2 separate regions of the Delphinus delphis genome follow, and region 1 is linked to region 2. Evidence: chromatin contacts called from public Hi-C data. All regions are on one chromosome and are shown on one strand. The core of a region is the stretch at or near the end of the contact, and the rest is flanking DNA. Distances in the headings are between cores, read along the strand shown.

Evidence for each region. Hi-C and Micro-C count contacts between places; a contact is called where the count stands out from the background.
Region 1: a contact with region 2 is called in a Hi-C map of muscle, with 9 times the contacts expected there. The contact joins the promoter of CUL5 here to the promoter of DDX10 in region 2. A contact is called at or near these places in 2 of 3 Hi-C or Micro-C datasets (lung and muscle).

Annotation. Positions count from the first base shown.
Region 1 is chr8:26,130,962-26,137,058 of mDelDel1.2, reverse strand. It overlaps CUL5 (cullin 5), which reads left to right and starts at 1,533. Exons shown (of 19, transcript XM_060018013.1): 1 at 1,533-2,158. The coding sequence starts at 2,135.
Region 2 is chr8:25,516,749-25,522,766 of mDelDel1.2, reverse strand. It overlaps DDX10 (DEAD-box helicase 10), which reads left to right and starts at 3,637. Exons shown (of 18, transcript XM_060017996.1): 1 at 3,637-3,901. The coding sequence starts at 3,716.

The DNA of each region.
Region 1 (6,097 bases), core at 284-2,783, 620 kb before region 2:
TCCGGACTAGGCCTTTTCTCTGACCCAGCTGTGACCTTGACCAGAGAGAAGCCTCCATTTTCCCATCTGTAGAACAAAGATGACCTCTAAGAGTCATCCCTATGTTGACAATCTGGCAGGACATTACAGGCCTAGTGGCTCTGAATCCTTGTTCTACCACGTAGTCATTGTTTAATCATGCCTAGATTACTCTCTAATATAATCACTGTAAAATGTGGGGTAACTAGGTGGCATGATTGTGCTGATTTAATGAGATAGTACAAAAGTTTTCTAAATTACCCTTCTCCTTCTATTCACTACACAGTAGTCAGAATGATCATGTTGGAATGGGAGTTTGATCATACCACTCCCTCTTCACAAGCCTGCAATGAGAAGCCTGCAATGATTGCCCATCTCACTCAGAATAAAAGCCTGTCTTTACTGTGGTCCACGAGGCCCTATAAGCCCTTATGCTCTTCTTACTCTCTGCTCTGAACATACCAAACTTCTTACTGTTCCTCTGACACTCTGGGCAACTTGCCACCTGTGTTTCCCCCTATTTGGAATGCTCTTCTCCTGCATATGTCCTGGTCTTCTCCCTTATCTCTTTCAAGTCTTTTTGCTCAAATGCCATCTTCTCAGTGAGACCTACTTGGATCCCTCTATTTAAAACTGCAAACTAGGGACTTCCCTAGTGGTGCGGTGGTTAAGAATCCGCCTGCCATTGCAACGGACATGGTTTGATCCCTGGTCCGGGAAGATCCCACATGCCTTGGAGCAACTAAGCCCATGTGCCACAACTACTGAGCCTGTGCTCTAGAGCCCTCGGGCCACAACTACTGAAGCCCACGTGCCTAGAGCGCGTGCTCTGCAACAAGAGGAGCCACTGCAATGAGAAACCCGCGCACCACAATGAAAAGTAGTCCCTGCTCGCCGCAACTAGAGAAAGACCGCGCGCAGCAACGAAGACCCAATGCAGCCCAAAAAAAAAAAAAAAAAAAAAAAAACACTTCAAACGTCATTACTTTTGCCTGCTTTATTTTACCCTATAGCTCTTATTTATCTCTGTACTTCTCTTACTTATTTCTAATATATTATGTGTCAATGAACACAGTTTGGAAACGTGTATAATACTAGATATATTCTATATCTATATAGATATATCTATCTATATCTATTCTATATCTATATCTATATAGATATACTATATAGATATACTATATAGTATATCTATACTAGATATATTCTATATCTATATAATACTAGATATATTCTATATCTATTCTATATATAGAGTATATTCTCTTTCTTCTCCTAGTGGTTTGAGGTCTGAAGGGATAAAGCTTAGGGGTTTATGGCTTAGGATATTCTAGGATAATGTGCCTTCAGGTAATCCAAGATTTATATTCATTACCTGAATAACCTCTTATAGATTATTTCACTGCCAGGCACTCTTGAGTAGAAATATTAATAGTTAACACTTTCGTGCATGCATTCATTCATTCATGCAAACAAATATTTAGTGGGTGCCTTCTATGTGCCCTTTCTTCTTGAAGACAGCTAGTACAAGCATTTCATTCGGGAATCCCCCGAGGCGGGGGATGAGGGAATACGTCTAGTCCCGCCAGCAGAGGGCGTGCTTTCGCACTCTCCGCAGCCTCCCGGCCCACGAGGCTTTCAGGCTCCCACGCTCGCTCCCTAGCGCGGCCCCGCCCGCCGCATCACGTGACTCGGCCACCGAACCAGAGCTGCAGGGCCCAAGCCGGGCTAAGTTCGTTGCCGGTGGCCTCTGCGGGTGCAACCACAAAGGGTAATCCGAAGGAGTGGGGGGGCTCGCGAAGTCGATGCTGCCTCTTCCAATTCAGGTCGGCTCCCGTTACCTTCTCACCATTCGCCGTTGCTATCTTCCTGAGCGTTTGCATGAGCTCTTTCGTCTGGGGAGGCTCCGGTGACCATGTAGGGGGGAAAAGTGAGGAAGCTCCAGGTGCCTGGGACTAGGTCACCGCTGTTGGCACGCCGCCCCGGCTCCCCCCACATCTCCATTGCGGGCTGGTGGCCCCGTCAGCCCAGGTGGAAACTCCGGCCTGCAGTTGTGGCCTGGCAAGGAGCGCCACGAAATCTCGCGCCGTCTCGCGAGAGTCTAAGTTGAAGGAACATGGCGACGTCTAATCTGTTAAAGGTAAGACCCTCAGTCCTGCTTGGTTTTTACCCTGGGGGCGCTGGCTTCAGCTCTTAGGGAATGGCTCGGCCCAGGTTCAGCGGCAAAATGTGGGAGTGTTCAGGGGTTGCCTACCGGAAGGGAAGCCAGGGAGGCTGCCGCCGAGGACCGGAACGCGGGTCTCCGGCCTTGGGGTGGAGAGGCTCTGGTTGTCCCTCTTGCCGGTTGACCGGTGTGTGAAAGGCCCTGCCGAGGGCTGGAGGGGAGCAGTGCTTTCAAGGGACCAGCTCTGGCCTGGGTCCGCAGAAGAAGGGTGGTGCCGGGTCCTGAAAGATAGGGCAGTTAGTATTCTTGGCGTCTCAGTTTCTTCTGAAGCGAGAGCCTAAGGCGCAAAGAAGGAAAATCCAAGAAAATGTTCCATAACAGGTTTTAATGACTGGACCCCCACCTCCTCAATTTCTGTTCTCATTCTGCCTGCATGAAACTACAAGTCAGACAGCAGTGCCTGTCACCTCACTCCCTCCCTTATCTGCATGCTACTCCTTCCCTCCTATCCTCCCTTTCTTAAGTTCGTATTTTACCCTTTTTTCCTTAGGAAACTGTTCCTCAACCCCATTACAGCACACAACCAGATGATTACTGTGGAAGCACTACCATCGTTTTATGGGTTAGGATAGTTGCCTTATCAAAGAAAACGGTTAAATTTAGTTTTATGTATTTGGGATAGCAAGGGAGATGTAGGCCCAGAGAGGCAGATTCTCTACCATCAGTTAAAAAGTTTGGAGGAGAAGAAGGAAGACATGGCACTAGTTTCTGCTATGCTGTCTTTGTAATAGGAACCTTTTGCCTTAAAAGTATTGACTGAAATGGGGGTAGTGATTAGCTCAGGGAACACAAACACAAAGGATGAACTACTCCTCCCTCAAACCCATCATTAGGCCTTCAGACAGTGTGGATTGATAATAGAAAATAATAGAACAGAAAATATATTAAAATTTACTGTAACCTCACTCATATCTTCTTTAGACTACTACACTGTTAGCTACACTGTTAACTGTTTAATACATGGAACTGTCTCCTAAAATGTAGACCTAATTTTACTAATTTAAGAGGCAATATATCTTTTAAAAGGGGAAGGACCTAGAACTTGACTGAATTTCTGCCACTTAGAAGCTGTATGACTTTGGGCAAGTTTCTAAACCTCTCCGTGCCTGAGCTTCTTCATCAATACAGTGGCATTATCAATAGCACCTATTTCATAGGAGCATTGTGAAGATTGAGTTAATATATGTAAAATCTTAAAACAGTGACTGGAACTTAATTAGCACCCAATAAACATAAATTGCTAGAGTTACTATTTCTGCTGCTTCTCTAAGAAAACAAATTCATGGGAATTGAGTAACCCACTCTCTACTCTTCTTTTATAACAGTATAGCAAAGCTCTAATGTGTTAATTCAGAAAGAAAACTTTAACTTGTTAATTCAGAAAGACTCCTGTTAATGCATCTGTGTATTTACATAAGCAGTAGTGTATGTTATTAATTGAAATGTGTTTAAGAAGTAATTGAATTCCTTATTCTTTGTGAATTTTTGACTTGTTGATTACCTGGATATAAAGCAAGGTCTTTTTTCCTCCCAGATTTCTCTCTCAGAAAAGAGTGAGTCACTTTATTCTACTCCATACAAAGCCTTACAAAGGATTGTTTGGAGGAGATATAAGTCTGAAGCTACTTCAGTCAATACTAGTAAGTGGTTACCTAGTAGAGATTGTGAATCGACATCTATAGCACACACCTACCTATAGAATGAAAAAACTGCCTGAATGTCTAGAAATCGGCACTTAGGACTTAGGTTAAAAAGATCGTAATTCAAGCAGTTCTGTAACTCAAATAACTTTTATAAATGAAAGGAAAGTGATAACGCTTTGACAAACTGGTAAAAGACTCAGTCTCTTTAGTGAACATGAAGAGATGCCAAAGATACACTGGAAAATTTTCAGCAAAATTATTTAATGAAGTGTTAAAAAGGGGGAAAAAGAATTTCTAAATATTTTATATAGTATGTGATTTTAAATATGTACGACTAACATAATAAAATGGATATTATAAGTAGACATTTGATTCTTTTATCTGTATCACCAAAAGTTTATGTATTCAAGGTGGCCAGAAAACCTTTTGTATTTCTTTTTTCTCTCCTCATTGCGGGGGTGGGAGGCTGGAGGGGAATTGCCTTGTGTTTATACATTTAGAAGTAGTTAATTAAAAAGTGGGGAAGTTTGTCTTCTTGGAGAAATGCAGTAAGATCCTAACAGAATTCATAGGATCATTTAAATTCAAGTCTGGAGGAGGGTGTGTGAGAGGAATGGAGTGGGAGTTTGGGGTTAGCAGATGCAAACTAGTATATAGAGAATGGATAAACAGCAAGGTGCTACTATATAGCACAGGAAACTATTCAATATCCTATGATAAACCATAATGGAAAAGAATATGAAAAAGAATGTGTGTGTGTGTATGTGTCTGTGTGTGTGTGTGTGTGTGTATATATATATATATATATATATAAAAGTGAATCACTGCTGTACAGTAGAAATGAACACATTGTAAATCAACTGTACTTCAATTTAAATAAATAAATAAATTCAAGTCTGGTAGTACCTTGAATAGAGATAGAGCTGGCTGGGGAGTGGCCAACTTAGCCTCATTTCCTTTTTTGACAGGATTAATAGGTTAGTTCATTAGACAAATGCCTTAGACATTGCGCGGTTAGATTTCATCAGAGCATATTTGACAGAATTATCATGTCTTATGGTCAAAATGGAGGGATGTGGGCTAGATGAGAATACAGTTTGAATTTGATTATCAGGTAAACAGCTGTACCTGAAGAATGATGAGTAATAAATCATCAACCCTGAAGGGAGGCCTTTAGTGTCCTGCTGAAAAAATATGTCCTCTTCCTGTGTACCAGTAACCTGGTTGGAGTTAAGTTTATTGAATTTGTGGATGAAGAGTTCGAAGGGATAGCTAATAAGTTTATGAAAGATAACAAGGTTCAGAACTTTGCTGTGAAACTTGAAAGTCAGAACACAATGCGATAAAAACCACCTACTTATTTCATATTGGAATTTGATTATAATAATAATTATATTTACTAACGTAAGTGGGCTATTGCTGGGTTTTGGAAATCTTTTGGATATACAAATATTTGTGTTGTACAATTTTACATATACAGTTATCAGTTGCTTGGGGGTTTATATCTCCCCAAACCTTTCAATATTACTACTTTAAGTTTGCTGTTTTAACATATAATTCTCCTTGTTCCTTTACTTTTGCCGTTACCACCTAGGCCTTCAGTGCACATTTTCTTCATTTCCAAGTGATTATCCTATTCCAAATAGCTGTTGTTGAAATCTTATTTTGTTAAACCTAACCCTGTTTAATTCTTAGCACATTACTTTATCCAGCTGTTTGAATGCCCTTAACTTTCTTGGTCAATAATACCACAACCTTTTCTAGTTTCCCCTATATTCTCCTCTTTTCCAAGGCACCTGTTACATTGCCTGCTTCCACTTGTTCTTGTTCAGCCTTCTTTTTCCCCCCAGGACTTAGCAGCATGTCTCCTGTTATTTTGTTTCAGTCTCCTTTATTCTCACTTCTATGAGGACAAGAAAGTTCACCTATCCCCCTCATATAAACTTAACCTGTACTCTGCTTTGGCTTCAAACCTCTGCCCTTTTCTCTCTTTCCATTCACTGTCATAGTTCTTAGAAAAGCAGCCCCCAATTGCTTCTTTTATAATTCTTCACCTTTTTCCTTAATTTATTATGACTTGGCTCTCCCCGTACCCCCACCCAATTATATTAAAACTGTCAGTCTCAGGATCACTAGCAACCTCCTGATTGCCAAAGGAGATTCTCCCTGGATACATTCATCCTCTATTCTGATATTGTTGCTTGCTTGCTAC
Region 2 (6,018 bases), core at 2,388-4,887:
TATACATTTGAAATTTTCATATCATCTAAGAACTATACATCTACCTTTTAGTTCATTGAAACATGGAAAGGTATTAAAATATTAATTCTGAAATCATAATAAAAATAAATGATGTGAAAGTCCAGTTGAGGTCATTCTGTCACTAAAACTCAATTAGAGGCAATAAACAATGCTCTTTTATAAATTATTGATATTTTTAAAGCTAAATTTTCTGGATAAAGGTTAGAATGCTAGCCAAAGATATACTTTTGAAAATACCTATGTTTAAATGTATTTTCTCAGCACTATTTTTGTATGCCTCTTTTGGTGTGGACATTTTATATTTTAAAACATTTTTTATTGAAAATATAACATACCTATAGAAAACAATATAAAACAAGTATAGAACTTATGAAGTATTACGAGGCCAACATTCTTACGACTAGCACCTAGGTCAATAAATAGAACTGTGCCCTCTATTCCCATCATTCTTTGAACTCTTTTTAAAAATTTGTTGGCACCTCAAGACATTCTAGGCTCATCCTGTACTTTTCCTGCCCCGTCCCTGGAATTAGTTATTTCTCCAAAGAGCTGTGGTTCATTTGATTGGAAAAAAGGGTATTTACAGACCAAGATCTGGGCAGCAGTTGGGCTCATCACTACTGGGTATCATTGCTTCTATGCTTTTGCAGATAAGATAATCTTTAAAAAACAGTTTTAAAGTACAGAAAGCATATAATGGTCTTTTCAAATTTTAGAGACATATGTAATTTGAAGAATTTTGATGATGAACAACCATAACTATGTAAAAATTAAAATAGAGACCAATGATGAATAATATTAAGTGGGTTATAATATATGAGGAACTGATATTACATCCTTCTCCCCCTAAATTTTAATAAAGCCCCTGCCCCCACTGAAGTTTTGCCTGTATTTGTAGTAGTAGTTACCAGGCATATTTCCATATACTTTTTAGCCCTTTGGGGCCTTTTTTTTTAAAAAGTATTTATTTATTTATTGGCTGCGCCGGGTCTTCGTTGTGGCACGCAGGAACTTTGTTGCTGCGTGCGAGATCTTCTTTGCGGCATGTGGGATCTTTAGTTGCAGTATGCGGGATCTAGTCCCCTGACCAGGGATTGAACTTGGGCCCCCTGCATTGGGAGCGCAGGGTCTTAACCAGTGGACCACCAGGGAATTCCCAGGAGCTTTTTGAATATTGGCTGGTAGCGGAGGATGTAGTCTGAAAATTAAAATGTGTTAACAACTATTTAATGTCCTCAATGTCACTGAACATCTGTCTCAGGGTCATTTCTACAGAAAACAGGTTATTGGAGTAAATAAGCATTGAAACCATCATAAAAATGTTATTTTATCCAATCAGGATGTGAATTATTATTATTACAAATCATTAAATCCATTAGTGACTTTGGAATGTGATATTGAGTTTTTTATTGTGATTAAGCTTTGAATTTTCTTATTTTATGTCAAAAATTTGACATATATAATGAACAAAATAATTTCCATTGAGTTCTATTTAATTTTCTGAATAGTTTCTGTTCTTACACGTGGATACCATATCTTACCTTTCTAAAAATATTAATTTTTGAAGATTTATTTTGCTCTTTGCATTCATTTGTTAGTTTTAGCTTCCAACTTTTTAGTTAAAGGATTTCCTCAAATGTTTGGTGGTCTTTGCTTATTATTTCATATTTGAGTAAGGCTGATCAGAAACAAGTGTTTGGAAGGCCTTATTAATTGGTAGGTTTCACTGAAGAGCCGGGGGAGGTCAGTGACTTGCCATTTATTTGGTCGCTGCCTAAATGCCATCATATCCAGGTCTTTCTCTTATGCCAGGCCGCTTCCCGAGAGACAAACGGTCCAGTTTTTTGCCTGAGGCATGTACATGCTTGGCTGCTTCAGATTTAGGAGAAAAGTGAGAATTAGCGTTGAGAACCTCATTGTTCTGTATATACCGTTAAAAATTAAAATAATTTTAAAAATTGTGGTAAAGTACACATAAAATTTGCCATTTAAACCAGTTTAAAGTGTATAGTTCAATGGCATTAAGTATATTCACATCCTTGTGCAACCAACCTCCAGAACTCTTTTCATCTTACAAGACTGAAACTCTCTACCCCCTAAACAGCAATTCCCCATTTCCCCTCCCCCCAGCCCCTGGCAACCACCGTTTTACTTTCCATCTCTATAAATCTGACTACTTTAGGTACCTTATATAAGTGGAATCAGATGGTATTTGTCTTTTTGTGACTGTCTTATCTCATTTAGCCTCATGTCTTCAAGGTTCATCTACATTGTAGCATTGTCAGAATTTCCTTCCTTCTTAAGGATGAATAATATTCCATCGTATGCATATACTGCATTTTGTTTATCTACCATTTGTGGATGGACACTTGGTTTGCTTCCACCTTTTGGCTATTGTGAATAATGCTGCTATGAACATGGGAATGCAGGTCTCTTCCAGACCGTGCTTTCAATTCTTTAGTGTGTATATCCAGAAGTAGAATTGCTAGGTCTTGTGGTAGTTCTATTTTTAACTTTTAGTGGATGTATATATACTTTTATATAACCTCTCCATATTGAGCTTTACTCTCTACCACATCTAGTGATTCTTGAGTGTGGAGATTTTCCAGTTCACCTGCTCCCCCACTCCCTCACCCTCCATCCTCTGTTTAGGGAATGGGCTTGTGGTTTGGGCATTCATCTGGCTTTGTGGGGTTGGAAGGGGAATTTGAGGGTCCAAATACTCTGCATGGGAACTTTGAACTTAATTTCCCTGTTTTCCTTGCCACAACTCTGCCCTCACCCCTCTCTAGTGTATATTTGTGCTCTAGGTAAATGTACCAGAAAAACCAATTCACTGAAAGCCAATTCACTTAAATGGCCAACTTGCAAATAACTTTTCTTTTAATTCTTTATTTTTACTTATTTTGTCTTCATGATAGCCTTTTAAGGCAATTCAATTTGACCCTGCTCCAGTTCCCTACTGCTGCAGCTACAATCTGACGGGCTAGAAAAAGGGGAAAACACAGAAGGACATAAGAAGAATACAGAATATTCATTTTTATTCCTACGGAGTTACCCTGCAGTGGACAGAAATCAGAAGTTGTTAACTAGCTGTTTGATTTTGGGGCAAACCATTCGGCTCCCTGGGCTGAAACATGCAAAACGAGGATCACAATTATAATTCACAGATGGGTGTGTGTATATGTGTGTGTGGCGGGGGGGTGGGGCGGTGTGTGTCTGTGTGTGTGTGTGTGTGTATGTGTGTGTGTGTGTGGCGGGGGGTGGAGGGGCGCGCAGTGGTGGTAGCGCCCGGTTCGCGAAGGAAAACCCAGAGCAAAGTTACGGCCTTTAAGTATTAAGTTGTACGACCTCACCATAGTAACAGCAATCAGCACGCATGCGTGTATTTAAAGCGCCGGCGTGCTTTAGGAACCACTCAGCCCCGCCCTCTTCCTCAGATTGCCCGGTTTCCGTTTCCCCCGAGCCTGCTCCGCTCCGCTCTGTGGATTCCGAGTCGCCAATCACCGCCCACTTTTTTCTAGCTGTGAACACCGCGCATGCCCACGTTTCGAAAGCCCGGGGGCGGGCTTGTGGTTTCGCGTATGCGTAGTCGTCCTCTTTCCCCACGCTGGTTCCTCGTCGTCTTAGTGCCGTACGTCCTCCTGGCCTGATCTCGTGTTTGGGCACCGTGTGCGCTGTCGCCACCGCCGCGATGGGTAAAACTTCCGCCTCTCAGGGTCCAGGAGCTCGGCCTGACCCGGTGCGGAGCTTCAATCGTTGGAAGAAGAAACACAGCCACAAGCAGAGCCAAAAAAAACAGTTGAGGAAGCAGCTGAAGAAGCCCGAGTGGCAGGTCGAGCGCGAGGTTATCAGCCGCCTCATGCAGAACTTTGAGAAGGTGAGGCCGGCGCCGGGGAGGGGGCGCGGGCCGGCTACGGGGCTACATGTCCCTGCCGCGCTGGGCTGCACAGACGAGGGGGCCGACCTGTCACTGGTACCCTGCCTGGGGAGCAAGCCGTTAGTTCCGGAGAAGAGTGGGGTGAGAGGTGCCACCCGGGGCCCTGTTGAGGCCACAGGTGGGCTGCTGGGTGCCACAACCCAGGCCTCCTGACCGTCCAGGCCGCTCTTCTGCTCACCACACTTGTCTTGATAAAATGATGGAAATGCAGTGGTACTTAAGCATAGGGAGATTAATTGCTATAATAGGTATTAGAAATATTCATAAAAATAATACTAACAACAGTAATGGTAAATAATGACACATTTTAAGCCACTCACCATGTGCTTCCCATTAATTATTTGACTTGATCTGAGGCATTGGGTCTTATTTCCATTTTACAGATGAGAACATTGAGGCTCCAAGAGGGTAAGAAACTTGTCTGGAACCTAGACTCATGTCTTTCTGATTCCAAAGCCTTTGCTTTTAATCGTTATGCTAGTCTTGCATCTCTCATCACCATCCTTCCTATGCTTATTTTTTCTACTTGTTTCATGTCCCCATCCAATAATTGCTATAGAAAAGCTGGACTCATGGTCTGTTTCTGGTACCTGCCATCCCACAATGTAGCTGATGTTCCCAGATGAATGTAGTAGTTATCCTGTAGTTATCATTTTCTTTTTTCTTTTTTTTCAGTTTTTTGCGTTATGCGGGCCTCTCACTGTTGAGGCCTCTCCCATTGCGGAGCACAGGCCCCGGCCGCGCAGGCTCAGCGGCCATGGCTCACGGGCCTAGCCGCTCCGCGGCATGTGGGATCTTCCCGGACCGGGGCACGAACCCGTGTCCCCTGCATCGGCAGGCGGACTCTCAACCACTGCGCCACCAGGGAAGCCCCTGTAGTTATCATTTTGACTTCTAGATCTCTTCCCAGCTCACGCTTCTTGGGGCTGCCACTACCCCTTCTTTTCCTTCCTCCTAAATTCCACGTCTGTTGGTCTTCACCCACCTCACGTAGCCTTTCAGTGATTGCCCCCTTCTAGTGCAGTGTAATCGGGGATTTAACATATGGAATATATCTGGAATTAAAGTCATCATGTGTCATGCTGGTATAGCTTTTCTTTAAACAACTATTAGATCAAAAGTAAGGTTAGATGGAGCTTAGAGTTTGTTTTGGGCTTTTAAGTTTAGATGATGATTTGATTCTGGCTTTTGGTTGCCCGATGAGTGACTTTGGGCAAGTTACTTTGCTTCTCTTGTCTTTAAAAGGCATAATAATATCTACCTTATAAGTTATGGGCAGTTAGTAAGAATGCATGTAAAGTATTCTGCACAATGCCTGACGCATAAATATTCCATATATAACCTGTTACATTATTACTGCTGCTGTATACACAGCACCTCAAGAAGCCACTGTAAGGTAAATTACTGTCAGATTGCATTTTGGGCCCTTCTTCATCTGACTGGAATTACTTCAGGAGGAGAGCCTCATCCCTTGCTTCTTCTCACTCTGTCCTCTTATCTTGTGTAATCCCAAGGTTTATTCTTGTGACTCTTCCTTCTTGCATTCTACCCAGAGCTCTTCTGAGTTCATATCCTTTTTTTTTTTTTCTGACTGTGCTGGATGTCTTTATTTGTGTCATAGGATACCTTAAATGCTGCAGATCTAAAACTGAGTTCATTATCTTTGTCTTCTAAATTCACAATCCTGTGTATTATTTCTGTATTGCCACCATGGCAAATTACCACAAATTTGTTGTCTAAAAACAACAGGAATTTGTTCTCTTACAGTTCTGGAAGCCAGAAGTCTGAAATCAATTTCACTGGGCTGAAATCAAGGTGTCAGTGGGGACACACTCCCTCTAGAGGCTCTAGGGGAAATTCTGTTTCTTGCTGCTTCTAGCTTCTGGTGGACGTATTCATTGGCCTGTGGCTGCATTACTCCAGTCTCTGCCTCCATGGACACACTGCCTTCTCCTGTTCTATGTCAAATCTACCTGTATCCTTTTTTTGTAAGGGTACTTTTGATCACATTTAGGGTTTACTCAAATAATTGAGGATAATCTCCCCATCTCAAGATC